Linked DNA regions of Mus musculus: all the other regions are linked to region 1. A link is a contact called in public HiChIP or PLAC-seq and promoter capture Hi-C data. All regions are on one chromosome and are shown on one strand. The core of a region is the stretch at or near the end of the contact, and the rest is flanking DNA. Distances in the headings are between cores, read along the strand shown.

Region 1 (3,796 bases), core at 814-3,313:
GAGGAAGCCTAAAAAAGGGAAAAGGAGCCAGGACAACCTTAGCAGTCTCAGCTCTCCCAATGAGAAACTCGAAATCGGTCTCAGCAAAGTTTCCTCTCCAACACGTCACCGTTCATCGTTTCCATGAGTCGGGGGGATTGACTTGGGGAACCCACGCTCTTTGGGCTGGGGACCTCGCATCTGGGGAAGGGGACACCCAAGAGGGTGGAGCCTGAATGGGAAGCTAGTCGTCAGCCTTCCTCCCCACCCACGGAAACCCAGTTTTGCATTCCCGCACCCCGGAGCCACACAAAACCAAACTACCCTCATTGAGGTGCTATTGGAGCGGAATGCCTCCCACGGGGGTCTAGATCTGTCAGCCACGTCAAGGGGTGACAGAGGTCTTGAGAAGATCCCTAAGTTTTCCCCAGAGCTCAGTTAAACTGTCCCCCAACTCAGAGCGCCCACACTCTGACTGTCCCAGGGTGGAAAGGAGCAAGGAGGCCTACTTAACCAAGTACCCGGGGTCTTCATGAGTTCCGTATGTTTCGGGGTCTCTCACAGAATAACATCCACCCAACTCTCTAAGGTAGGAAGCGCGGAGAAACCCCGTGAGGAAGCGTGTTTGGCGGCAGCTGCTATAACCGTGTTCCGTTGGAACTGCAGTCGCGGTCTAGGTCTGAAAGAATGTGGAGTAACAAACTCGAGGAAGCTCCCGGGCATGCGCACCAGCGCCCCCTTCCCCCCGCCCGCTTCTCCAAGCGATTAACTTCTGTTTTGAACCACTCCACATAAATCACAACAAAAAAAGCCAACTCCAGTCCACGACTGGAACACTCGAGGGACCTCCCAGTCAGGGACTCCAAAGTTAGCTTCAAAAGGGACTTCACAGTCTTTGACCTTTTGGGTTTTTTTTTTCCCCCCTTCCTCCCCAGTGTGTTTTGTTTTTAAACCAGACTGACGGCAAGTTTTAGTTGTAAAGCTTTGGTGGAAACAATGACAGCCTCGCTTTTTGCACTTACAACCAAGCCTGCTTGTCACACTTGGACAGTTTTCGACTGCATGGTACTTGTGTTCTAACAGCACACGCGGTCCTAAATTCATCGTGGGAAAACTTTCAGAAACTAGTAAAAATTTTAAAGTCCATCTTTCCAAAGCTATGCTCGCCCTAGGGCGATATGTGTGGGGGTCCCGGATCACATTCCTTTGATAGTGAAAAACACATCTCTTTAAAAAAAAAAAAAAAAAAAACATTGCCAGGATCCGGCGAGGAGTGAGAGAACACCCGGAACTACAAACTTTTAGACAAAAGGTAAGGCGACTGGAATTCGCCAAGGACCCCCCACAGGGAAAAGCGAGGTGCCAGGGTCTCCTAGAACATCAACCGCAAAGCCCTGCCCCAGAAACGGCACTAGAAACCACGCGGCGCCTGGGCCGAGCATGGGGTGTCAGGAAGACAATGAAACTTGGAGGCGTACAAACAAGGCGCTGAGCGTGGTTCTTGACAACGTGCCAACAGCGTGGCGCGGCTCAGCCTCCCCACAACAGCCCCTCGGGTTGTGTCTAGAAGGAAAAGAACACCAACTGCCATCAGAGACACAGCCTCAACAAAGAGAACAGCCACCAATCCAGCCGGGGAGCCACTGGTCCGAAAAGTCCCATCAAGTCAGTGTTCTCCCGATCCGGCGCGGCCCGCACATGTCCCGCACTGGTGCCCCGGGCGCTCACAGCCCGCCGCCACCTTACCCTTCTTGCTTTTCATTCTGGAACTCGAGTCCCAGTGAGAGGTGAAGCTGGGGTTTCTAGGAGCCAGCAGCCGTGGAGTGGCGGGAGGGTAGTCGATGATCCTCCTCCTATACTAGTGCTCCGGTAACTTACAAGAGAGTGTTCCAACCACTATTGCTAAACAAGGTGCTCCGGTCTCAGGCGCTGGCTTCTGGGTTGGAATTCAAGTGACACTTGGGCTTCCTCCAGTCGGGATCTTCTGGCAGCCAGCCGGGGGTTCTCCCTGGCCCAATTCCCTCCCTCCCTACTCAGCTCCTTTGTTTCCCGCTCCACTCGGCGCACCTCGGCGCTGTCAGAGTGAGAGAGCAGAGGGAAGGTACAGGAGGTCCTGCCTCCGCCCCCAACCGCCCGCCCCGTCCCCCGCCCGCCCCGCCGCGCTCCTCTGCCCCTCCCCCGCACCTTCCAGCTCCACAACCCTGGGCCTGGGGGCCGAGATCACCCGTCCCTCTACGCGCTGGCGGAACCCAGAAGCAGGGTCATGCCTGCCTGCCCGTGGCGAGAGCACCATCTCCATCCCTCAGCTCTCAGCGGCCACACTGGTTTCTCTTTTGGGGCCTTTCCTCCCCGGGCTAGCGAAGAGTGCATTTAGTTTGTAAAGGATGGAGAGAGGTTTAAGGACATCTCCTCTGTCCACCCCAGAGAAGAAAAGACACCCCCATCCTTGTTTTTGACAGCTGCCCCAAACTTCACTGTCTCTGCTCCAGCCGCCGGAGGCAGCAGCTTCTGATTCAAGGGGTGGGGCACCGAAGGAAAAGTATTCCAGACAAGAATCAACTTCTTCCAGAAGGCGCAGCTGCCATTGACACGCGGGCGCGGCACAGCGCACCCTCCTCCTCGTGGACTCTTCTGCCAACAGCGACAGTGGGGGTGGGGGGAGGCAGACATAGTCACCGTGGGCAAATGTCTATTCCCCCGGGCTAAAGCTCTGAGTTCCGGATTGGATTGCAAGGCAGTTTCGAAATCTAACACGTTGCGAATAGACACTTGTCATGCTCACATGCTCTTTAAACGTCTGGGCTAGGGGGACGGCCAGAGCGCGCGTGTGCCCCACTGCGACTCCCCCACCCCCACGCGCCTTTTTAAAAAGATGGGGGACTACGCCGGGACTGCTCATCTGTTTCAGTAAACAGTGTCTACTTTGTGTGCTAATATCCCACCAGAGGACACCCTTCAGTATTTCAAACAGAAACTAGCCATTAAATAAACACTCATTCCTATTGGTTTATTTTGCTTGAGAGGGGAGCTCCAAAGAGTTGAACGAAGAATCGAGAATCGTCCCCTCCCCAAATACAAGCCAGATGCTGTTATGGCTGACTTCGAGACGCGCACGCCCGCACTTCTGGGTCTAGTTTTCACCTATGCCCGGTTGTTTAAAAAAAAAAAAAAAAAAAAAAAAAAAAAAAGCAAAGAAAAGCAACTGTCACATGTCACAGAAGACTTTCCCCATAGAGGGGGGGAAAAACCCCAAACGTAAATAAGCTGAGCAGCGACGTCACCGCCGGTGTCTGTCTCCAGTTTCGGCTTTGTGGCTGTTCTGGTTTTGTGACCTCGGTGGAGATCCGGCAGGAGGAGACAGACCCGTAAAAACAAGGTTAAAGCCGAGCCACAGTAAGGCGGCCACAGGATGACCCGCTAGACTTTGGAACCTGTTTATGATTATGTTGGAAATTAAAGCAAGCCTCCGCCGCGCCCCCTCCGAGGAGCGCGTTAAAACCCCGAGTCAAAAAAGAAGCTTGGGTGGTTTTTCCAAAATGAACCAACTGGAGGAAGAGTCACAGTAAGCAGGCAGGAACCTTAAAATGACCCTCCCCCTTCCCTAAATCCTGTGGTTTGCAGAGTGCTCCCTAAGTGAGCACACGCGGGCATCAGCGCAGGAGGCGGTTGCACGACAGTGTCCAGGGAGAACCCAACGGCTGGCAAGCCCCCTCTGCAAACCGCCCTGGCGCAGCGCTTTCCGGGACCCGGCAGGGGATGACTCAGCTGCTGCGCCCCGGTGCGGGACTCATGTGGTGCGGGAGGGGGCCACGGAGGG
Region 2 (3,796 bases), core at 855-3,354, 94 kb after region 1:
CTGCTTCACACAGTCAATGTGATAGTCTCCATGGTTACCTTGATGGGATCTAGACTCTCCAAGGAGAGAAAGCTCTGGGCGTGTCTGTGAGAGCTTTTTCTAGATGAGCTTAATTAACATGGTAAGATCCAGCCTAGGTAGGTTTTATTTCTATCAAATAGATAGATAGATAGATAGATAGATAGATAGATAGATAGATAGATAGATAGATAGATGCCAGCCAGCCGAGCACCAGCTCTCATGGCTCCTCCCTGACTGGATACAATGTGACCAGCTGCCTCTGCACCCGCCACCACCTTCCCCAACATGATGGATTCTTTCCCAGCAAAACCACGCCTTCATTCAGTTGCTTTGTTCAGGTATTTGCTGCAGCAACAAGACAAACAATAATATAGTCAGCAAACCAGAGAAAGAAGGTCCCTGACTCTTCCTGCTTTATGCTCTCTCTCTGTCTCTCTGTCTCTCTGTCTGTCTGTCTGTCTGTCTGTCTGTCTCTCTCTCTCTCTCTCTCTCTCTCGTGTGTGTGTGTGTGTGTGTGTGTGTGTGTGTGTGTGTGTGTGTGTGTGTGTGTTTGCATATGTGGGACACATATGTGTGTGAGCTCATAGATGTGGAAGAATCAGGCTTGATCACCTTCCTCCTTATTCCATAAGGCAGGTCTCTCATTGGAACCCAGAGCTCACCGATATGGCTACTTCTGCTAACTGGCTCTCTCTGTAGATCCCCAGTCTCCACTTTCTGAGACCAGAACCACCAGCAGATCACCTTTTGCTCACTCACTGTTGACGTAGGTTCTGGGATCCGCACTCCAGTCTTCAAATTGCGTGGTAACTGTTTAACCACCACTAGGCAAGCCTCCAGACTTTAGCTAGTCTTACTCTGTGGTCCAGATTCACAGTCATCTTCTTCAGGGTCCAGAGTGCTGGGATGACAGGCATGAGTCACCATGACTATCTCAAGTTTTCTTTGTTAAAAAGTAATTTCCTAGAGAGATGGTTCAGTAGTTAGGAGCTCAAACTGCCTTGACAGAGGACTTGAATTCAATCCCAGCACCCACACTGGGCAACTCCCAACCACCTGAAACTCAGTTCCAGATATTCTGACAGTCTTTCCCCGCCCCCCACCAACTCCCCACATATACACATAATTGAAAAATAGAATAAATCTGTTTTCAAAAAGTTTGTTTTCTGCTTAAGGACTCCCACAGAAATGAGAGGTCTGGGTTAATACATTAGTTTTCTCGTCTCTGAGAATGTTTTTGTTTTCTCTCCATCCCTGTTGGATGTTGTCTTTGAGTCATTGGATGTAGAAATCTGGGTTAATAACTCCATTCTGTGTTTCTTTCAGTTTGATTGGTTTTTGAATTAACTTTTTGAGAGAGAGTCTCTCTATGTAGCTGAAGTGAACTTGAATTCTTGATTTTCCCAGGTCCTGGCATTACAAGTGTGCACCACCAAGCCCAGCAGTCACAGGTGTTTAGAAATATTCGTTAAATAATTCTAACATCTTTTGGTGATTGCCCTTTTTTTTTGCCACAAATTTGAGGGTTTTTTTAATGAATTTTTTCCAACAGAGAATGCTGTTTCCATTTGATCGATGCCTATATGTTGGTGTCTACGCAGGACTCTGCCTTCCCTCTGCAGCTTCTATTTCCGTTGGCTTCCTCTGGTACGACTTCAGGAGACAAACAGGGTCGCCCTCTCATTGCTGAAAGACAGAGGCAGGTGGACAGGTTTCCTGTGTGAGCAGACTTCGCATTTCTGCTGAAGAGTGGAGAGAGTTCTGGGGCTCCACAAGGTACCCCCTGAGACCACCCCTTGCTGTATATGAGCCCAGTGTGACCTTGGCCCAGTGTGACCTCTGCTGACAACAGAGGGTGACAAGGTTACTATAGGAGTGTCCTGACTCCCTAGTGGGTACCCTCTGACCTCAACCTGGAGGGGTATTTGGGGTTCTTGTCATAGGTGAGTCAGGAGAGAGAGCTAAGCTCCCCATCTGGCTTTTTCAGATAAGAGTGATGTTTGGATAGAGTAGCGTGTCGAGGTGGCCTCTTTCCTGGAGCCATTGTCTAGAGAGAGCAAGCCTGCTGTTTTATCTATGTCAGTTGGAATTTCGGCTTCTTCAGACTATTGACTGGAGGAGGCAAAGGTGCTAGCCCAGGGGCAGGCGGGGGTGGAGGGAGGGGTGTTATCTCGTTGTCCCTTGAGTCTCAAGGTCCCTCATCTCCCTGCTTTTTCTCATTGCAGAGCTTTCTTCTGTTTTATGCATTGTGCTCTGCAGTTAGCACTGCAGTTTGTGGGGGAGATGAGGGCCTGCTTCCTGAAGTATATAGTGTCCCACCCCAGGTTTTCAGCATGTAACATGATTCGTGGTAGTTTAATTTTGTTATGTTCCAATGTTTCAATAGAGCAAAAGAAAACCACATAGTGGCTGGAGAGGTGACACAGCACTGGCTGCTCTTCCGGAGGACCCAAGTTCGATCCCTACCATTCAATCTGTTACTCAAATTCCAGGGGACCCAACTTCCTCTTCTGACCTCCTCAGCACCAGGGACACAAGTGATGCACAGAACACACACAGCAAAGCACCCGTATACATAAAAGGAAAGAAAAAGAGAAATACAGAAGAAGGGAAAGTCGTCCTTGGAATGTTGAATTTTATCTTTTTCTGTTACTACTGTTTCTAGCGAGACAAACAGTGATACTGTTCTAGTGATAGAAATGGTGTTCCTGTTTCTAATGATAAATAGTACAAAACTATCGCAAGTGCCCACCTGGACTCTGCCGCATGTGTGCTGATGTATTTCAGGTAGACTAATCTAAGCTCTGATGTTTAATAATTAGGTATTACATTCATGCTCACCCACCCCATGCTATGCAAGGAGCAGCAAAGTAGAGGGGAGTGGGGTTGTGATTTCAAAAACTGGTTTGGTTTTGTTTGAGATGGTCTTCTTTAAAAAAAACTTTATTATTATTATTATTATTATTATTATTATTATTATTATTATTATTATATCTAAGTATACTGTAGCTGTCTTCAGATGCACCAGAAGAGGGCATCAGATCTCACTACGGATGGTTGGAAGCCACCATGTGGTTGCTGGGATTTGAACTCAGGACCTTTGGAAGAGCAGTCAGTACTCTTAACCACTGAACCATCTCTCCAGCCTGAGATAGTCTTCTTACATAGTCCAGGCTGACCTGACACTCATGATCCACCAGCTTCAGCCTTCCAAATACCGCTTTCATAGGCCTGCTCCACAATGCTCAGGTGGTAAATGCATTTTTGATATTTTAAATGGACAACAGGACCATCAGAGCATCACTTTCCTGTACACTGAGGGGCAGCTGCACTGCTTAGGTTTTTGTCAACTTGACACAAGCTCAGGTCATCTGGGAAGAACTGCTACTGAGAAAATGTCTCCATTATATTAGCCTGTGGGTCATTAGACATGATTGGCTTGTCTGCGGGTCATTTCTTGCTGAATGGTTGACATGGTGGGAACCAGAACACTGTGCCACCCATGGGCAACTGACCTTTGGTTGCATAAAAAAAGCAGCCTAACTAAGCCATAGGATGCAAGCCATTAGCGCAAGCCAGTGAGCAACATTCCTCCATGGTCTCTGCTTTGGTTCCTGCCTCCAGGTTCTACTTGAGTTCCTGCCCAGGCATTCCTTGACTGATGATGAACATGTAAACCAAATAAAACCATTTCTCCCTATGATGGTCATCAGGGAGTGGCACTACTTGAGAGGAATTAGGAGGTATGGTCTTGTTGGATGAAGTGTGTCACTGG
Region 3 (3,796 bases), core at 659-3,158, 78 kb before region 1:
TGGCTACTTTTGTGTCAACTTGACACAGCTGGAGTTACCACAGAGAAAGGAGCTTCAGTTGAGGAAATGCCTCCATGAGATCCAACTGTAAGGCATTTTCTCAATTAGTGATCAAGGGGGAAAGGCCCCTTGTGGGTGGTGCCATCTCTGGGCCGGTAGTCTTGGTTCTATAAGAGAGCAGGCTGAGCAAGCCAGTAAAGAACATCTCTCCATGGCCTCTGAACCAGCTCCTGCTCCCTGACCTGCTTGAGTTCCAGTCCTGACTTCCTTTGGTGATGAACAGCAACATGGAAGTGTAAGCCAAATAAACCCTTTCCTCCCCAACTTGTTTCTTGGTCACAAAGTTTGTGCAGGAATAGAAACCCTGACTAAGACAGCTGGTCAGTGATGCACGCCTTCAATCCCATCACTTGGGAGGTGGAGACAGGTGGATCTCTGGGTTCAAGGCCAGCCTGGTCTACAGAGTGAGTTCCAGGGCTACACAGAGAGACCCTTCTCAAAATAGATAGATAGATAGATAGATAGATAGATAGATAGATAGATAGATGATAGACAGACAAACAAATAAATGCTGGGCATGATAATTCCAGCACTCTAGAAATGAAATGAGTGGATCTCTGTGAATTGAGGCCAGCCAAGGCTATGTACTGAGACCCTGTCTCAAAAACCCAAACAACTAAGTAAATAAACAAATTAATCTCCTAAGAAGAGCTGACAGTAATTTTAGGGCTTAACCTGCTAGAATGTCCCTCCACAGGTCACTTTGTAGTTCACCTTTCTGTGAATAAATAAGCATATCTATGAATGCCTGTTTCTGAAAGAAAACACATTGTCAGACATAGAGGGCTTGCTTTCATCTTCTGTCTCTTATAATTCTTTTTTATGATCCTGCCGGTGGCGGTTCACTTAGATACCATATCACAAAGCAGCACTGGGCAGTTGAAATTCCTTCCTGATGACTGGGGGAACCCCCCCCCCCCCAATTATCTAGTGTTAATTAGGAGCCAGCTGTTTTCACACTGAATACTAGATAACAATCCGGGGCTTCCTTACCCAAACAGACTGGACTAAGAAACCCCAACCTCACAGAGAGCGAGAATAGAAAGAAAACAGAGCCCGGAGAAAGAGATGAATACATAAGAAGCCAGGAGACCCCCAGGGTTTAGAATGGTCCCAGTTTAGGTAAACAACAAGCCTGAAAAACCTACCTGACTGGTTATTTAACTGAGCAGGAGACTTCACAGAGTTCTGAATTAAAATAAATCAGTTCCTAAGTTATTTGTAAAGAAGCACAGAAGCAAGATGTGTTGGGCAGCCCTCTGCTTCAAGAAGAGGCATAGACGCGGAACAGCACAGAGTTTGTGGGCAGCTAGGACATCCTCGGAACGTCATGGGTAGCAGATATACCGTGTCCCCTTTCCTGGGCAGGCTCACAGTAGGGCGCATGCACAAAGGAATGCTTTAAAGGCCCAGAGTCGTTTTGTAAGGAGGCGGTTCTCTTCAGCTTAACTCACTACCTTTGTCAAAAACATCCCCCAGTTCCTACTCTGTTCGCAGGCCAGCTAGTAACACTGATCCACAGGGTACATATTTGCCCACCTGAAGGGTGGATTCTTAGCAAAGCAGCTCACACCCACAGTGCCTCCTCTGCATCCCTGGGTGCAAGCCCTCCTTCATCTGCTCCATCCTCTCTATGGCTTTTGACTGCTCCCAGGAATCCCTATGAAGTCTTCTAGGCTTTCAAGCTGATAATTAACAACTCTAGGAAAGTAATCCTTTCTGTTGACTAAGGTGAGAAAGCCTGAAGCTCCCAGGGGGCTCCCCTTTCCCTAAGTGACATTGTATTAGCTCAGTGACTCTAAACTGCCCTTTGTTACATGAGCCCACTGGTAATTCTGACCCCAGCAAGAGACACAAAAAGGGAGGTGATTACTGTCTACATGATAAAAGGACTATGCAGATTTACTCAGAGGCAGAGATATAGTGACAAGGTAACAATGTATAACCCGTAAGATTCAGAGTCAAGGGGAAAACAAAAGCCACCTGTGTCCGTGTGTGCCTGTATCTCTTCTCTTTACAATGTTGTTTTTTAAATAAGGATTGTGTACTACTGAATAATTCAATTAATGCTAAGAAAAGTAAGGGCTGGAGAGATGGCTCAATGGGAAAGAGTACTGGCTGCTCTGGCATTTGACCTGGGTTTGATTCCCAGCACCCACATCACCATCACCCACATCACGATTCACAACTGCTGTAATTACAGTCCCAGGGGATCTGACACCCTCTTCTGGTCTCTGAAGACACCAGGAACATATGTAGTACACACACACATACATGCAGACAAGTCAGCCATACACATAAAATAATAATTTTTTTAAAATCACTACATAAGTGTTCTCTTTGTTATTAAATACTCATGCCAGATAGCTTAGCACTGGCTGCTGAGCCTGAAGACCTGAGTTTGATCCTTGGGACCTTAAATTGTCCTCTGACACACAGCCTCCCCCCCCTCAACACACACACATACAAAAAGAAAAATAAATGTTTTTAAAAATTTTTAAAACAACAACTTGCTACCTTTAATGATTGCAGCACTCCAGAGACATAGGCAAGAGGACCTCTGTGAGTTTGAGGGAGGCCATCCTGGTCTATATAGTTCGTCCAAAGATAGCCAGGAGTTAACAGACTGTGACTCAAAACAGGGAAAAGAAAACATTTTCTGTGTTTAGTTGAGGAAGCATTGTTATTGACTTCTGTTTTTTCCTTCTACTGTGTCATCTTGGTGGATGTACAGTGGTATCTATCTCATTAGCGCTTTGGTTTGAATTTCTCTAATATTGAGTTATGTTTCCTGTGTCTCCTGGGCAATTGTATAGAGAGTGTTTATTCACGTTATTTGCCCTTTTTATAGAAATTGGACTTTTTGTTCTTTGGTTATTCAATATTTTAAGAATTCTTTGTATATTCTGTACACCAGATCTTTATCAGATTTAAATATTATTTCCCTACATTCTATGAGCTGGCTTCCCACTCTCTGTATAGGGTGTTTTGAGATAACAGTTTTAAATTTTGAAAAAGTCCAACTCATCCCTTTGTTACTTATATTTTTAGTATCCCACTTTAAAAGTTATTACCAAGGGGTTAGAGAAATGGCTTGGAGGTTAAGAACATTGGCTCAGTGGTTAAGAGCACCGACTGCTCTTCTGAAGGTCCAGAGTTCAAATCCCAGCAACCACATGGGGGCTCACAACCATCCGTAATGAGATCTGATGCCCTCTTCTGGTGCGTCTGAAAACAGCTACAGTGTACTTAGATATAATAATAAATAAATCTTAAAAAAAAAACAAAAAAAAAAAAAAAAACACTGGCTGCTCTTCCAGAGAATCCAGGTTCAATTCCTAGCACCCACATAGCAGCTTATAGCCATTTATAATGGCAGTCCCAGGGGTCTAACACCCTTTTCTGACTTCCCTTGGCTTCAGATATAAATATGGTGCACAGACATACATACAGACAGAGCACTCATACACATAAAAATAAATTAATTAGGCCGGGTGTGGTGGCGCACGCCTTTAATCCCAGCATTTGGGAGGCAGAGGCAGGCGGATTTCTGAGTTCGAGGCCAGCCTGGTCTACAAAGTGAGTTCCAGGACAGCCAGGGCTATACAGAGAAACCCTGTCTCAAAAAAAAAAAAAATTAATTAATTAATTAATTAGGCCGGGCATGGTGGCACACGCCTTTAATCCCAGCACTTGGGATGGAAGAGGCAGGAGGATTTCTGAGTTCGAGGCCAGT

Evidence for each region. Promoter capture Hi-C pulls out the DNA fragments that hold promoters and counts their contacts. HiChIP or PLAC-seq counts read pairs in DNA pulled down with a chosen protein or histone mark.
Region 2: a promoter capture Hi-C map of Sertoli cells shows a contact between it and region 1, with 3 times the contacts expected there. The contact joins the enhancer-like site here to the promoter of Tgif1 in region 1. A contact is called at or near these places in 11 of 39 promoter capture datasets (the 3T3-L1 cell line, the C10 cell line, the HPC-7 cell line and 8 more), 2 of 15 datasets of contacts at CTCF or cohesin (CD8 T cells and pro-B cells), 6 of 484 Hi-C or Micro-C datasets (CD8 T cells, Sertoli cells, bone marrow-derived macrophages and 3 more), 23 of 115 datasets of contacts at active chromatin or transcription factors (the 230-238 cell line, CD8 T cells, the HPC-7 cell line and 18 more) and 3 of 9 other capture datasets (adipose tissue, liver and pancreatic islet).
Region 3: a contact with region 1 is called in an H3K4me3 HiChIP or PLAC-seq map of embryonic stem cells, with 40 read pairs. The contact joins the enhancer-like site here to the promoter of Tgif1 in region 1. A contact is called at or near these places in 2 of 39 promoter capture datasets (Sertoli cells and macrophages), 1 of 15 datasets of contacts at CTCF or cohesin (the NIH/3T3 cell line), 5 of 484 Hi-C or Micro-C datasets (Sertoli cells, bone marrow-derived dendritic cells, nephron progenitors and 2 more), 20 of 115 datasets of contacts at active chromatin or transcription factors (the SCID.adh cell line, bone marrow-derived macrophages, embryonic fibroblasts and 11 more) and 3 of 9 other capture datasets (adipose tissue, liver and pancreatic islet).

What each region holds. Positions count from the first base shown.
Region 1 is chr17:70,849,147-70,852,942 of GRCm38.p6, forward strand. Tgif1 (TGFB-induced factor homeobox 1) reads right to left here and starts at 2,064. Exons shown (of 3, transcript NM_009372.3): 1 at 1,726-2,064. The coding sequence starts at 1,741.
Region 2 is chr17:70,943,112-70,946,907 of GRCm38.p6, forward strand. It overlaps Gm46595 (a long non-coding RNA gene), which reads right to left. Exons shown (of 3, transcript XR_001782184.2): 3 at 1,591-1,707. Among named protein-coding and RNA genes, the nearest start is that of Gm26510, 20 kb to the left of the region's middle. Within about 2 kb of position 2,105, at least 12 of the 459 cell types and tissues checked have an H3K27ac peak or open chromatin away from gene starts, as enhancers often do. A contact at or near this core is called in Sertoli cells, where this site is marked.
Region 3 is chr17:70,770,868-70,774,663 of GRCm38.p6, forward strand. All of the region lies in intron 8 of Dlgap1 (DLG associated protein 1), which reads left to right. The region is part of intron 4 of Gm41609 (predicted gene, 41609); the gene reads right to left. Among named protein-coding and RNA genes, the nearest start is that of Gm41609, 33 kb to the right of the region's middle. Within about 2 kb of position 1,909, at least 37 of the 459 cell types and tissues checked have an H3K27ac peak or open chromatin away from gene starts, as enhancers often do. A contact at or near this core is called in embryonic stem cells, epiblast stem cells and stem cell-derived anterior neural progenitor cells, where this site is marked.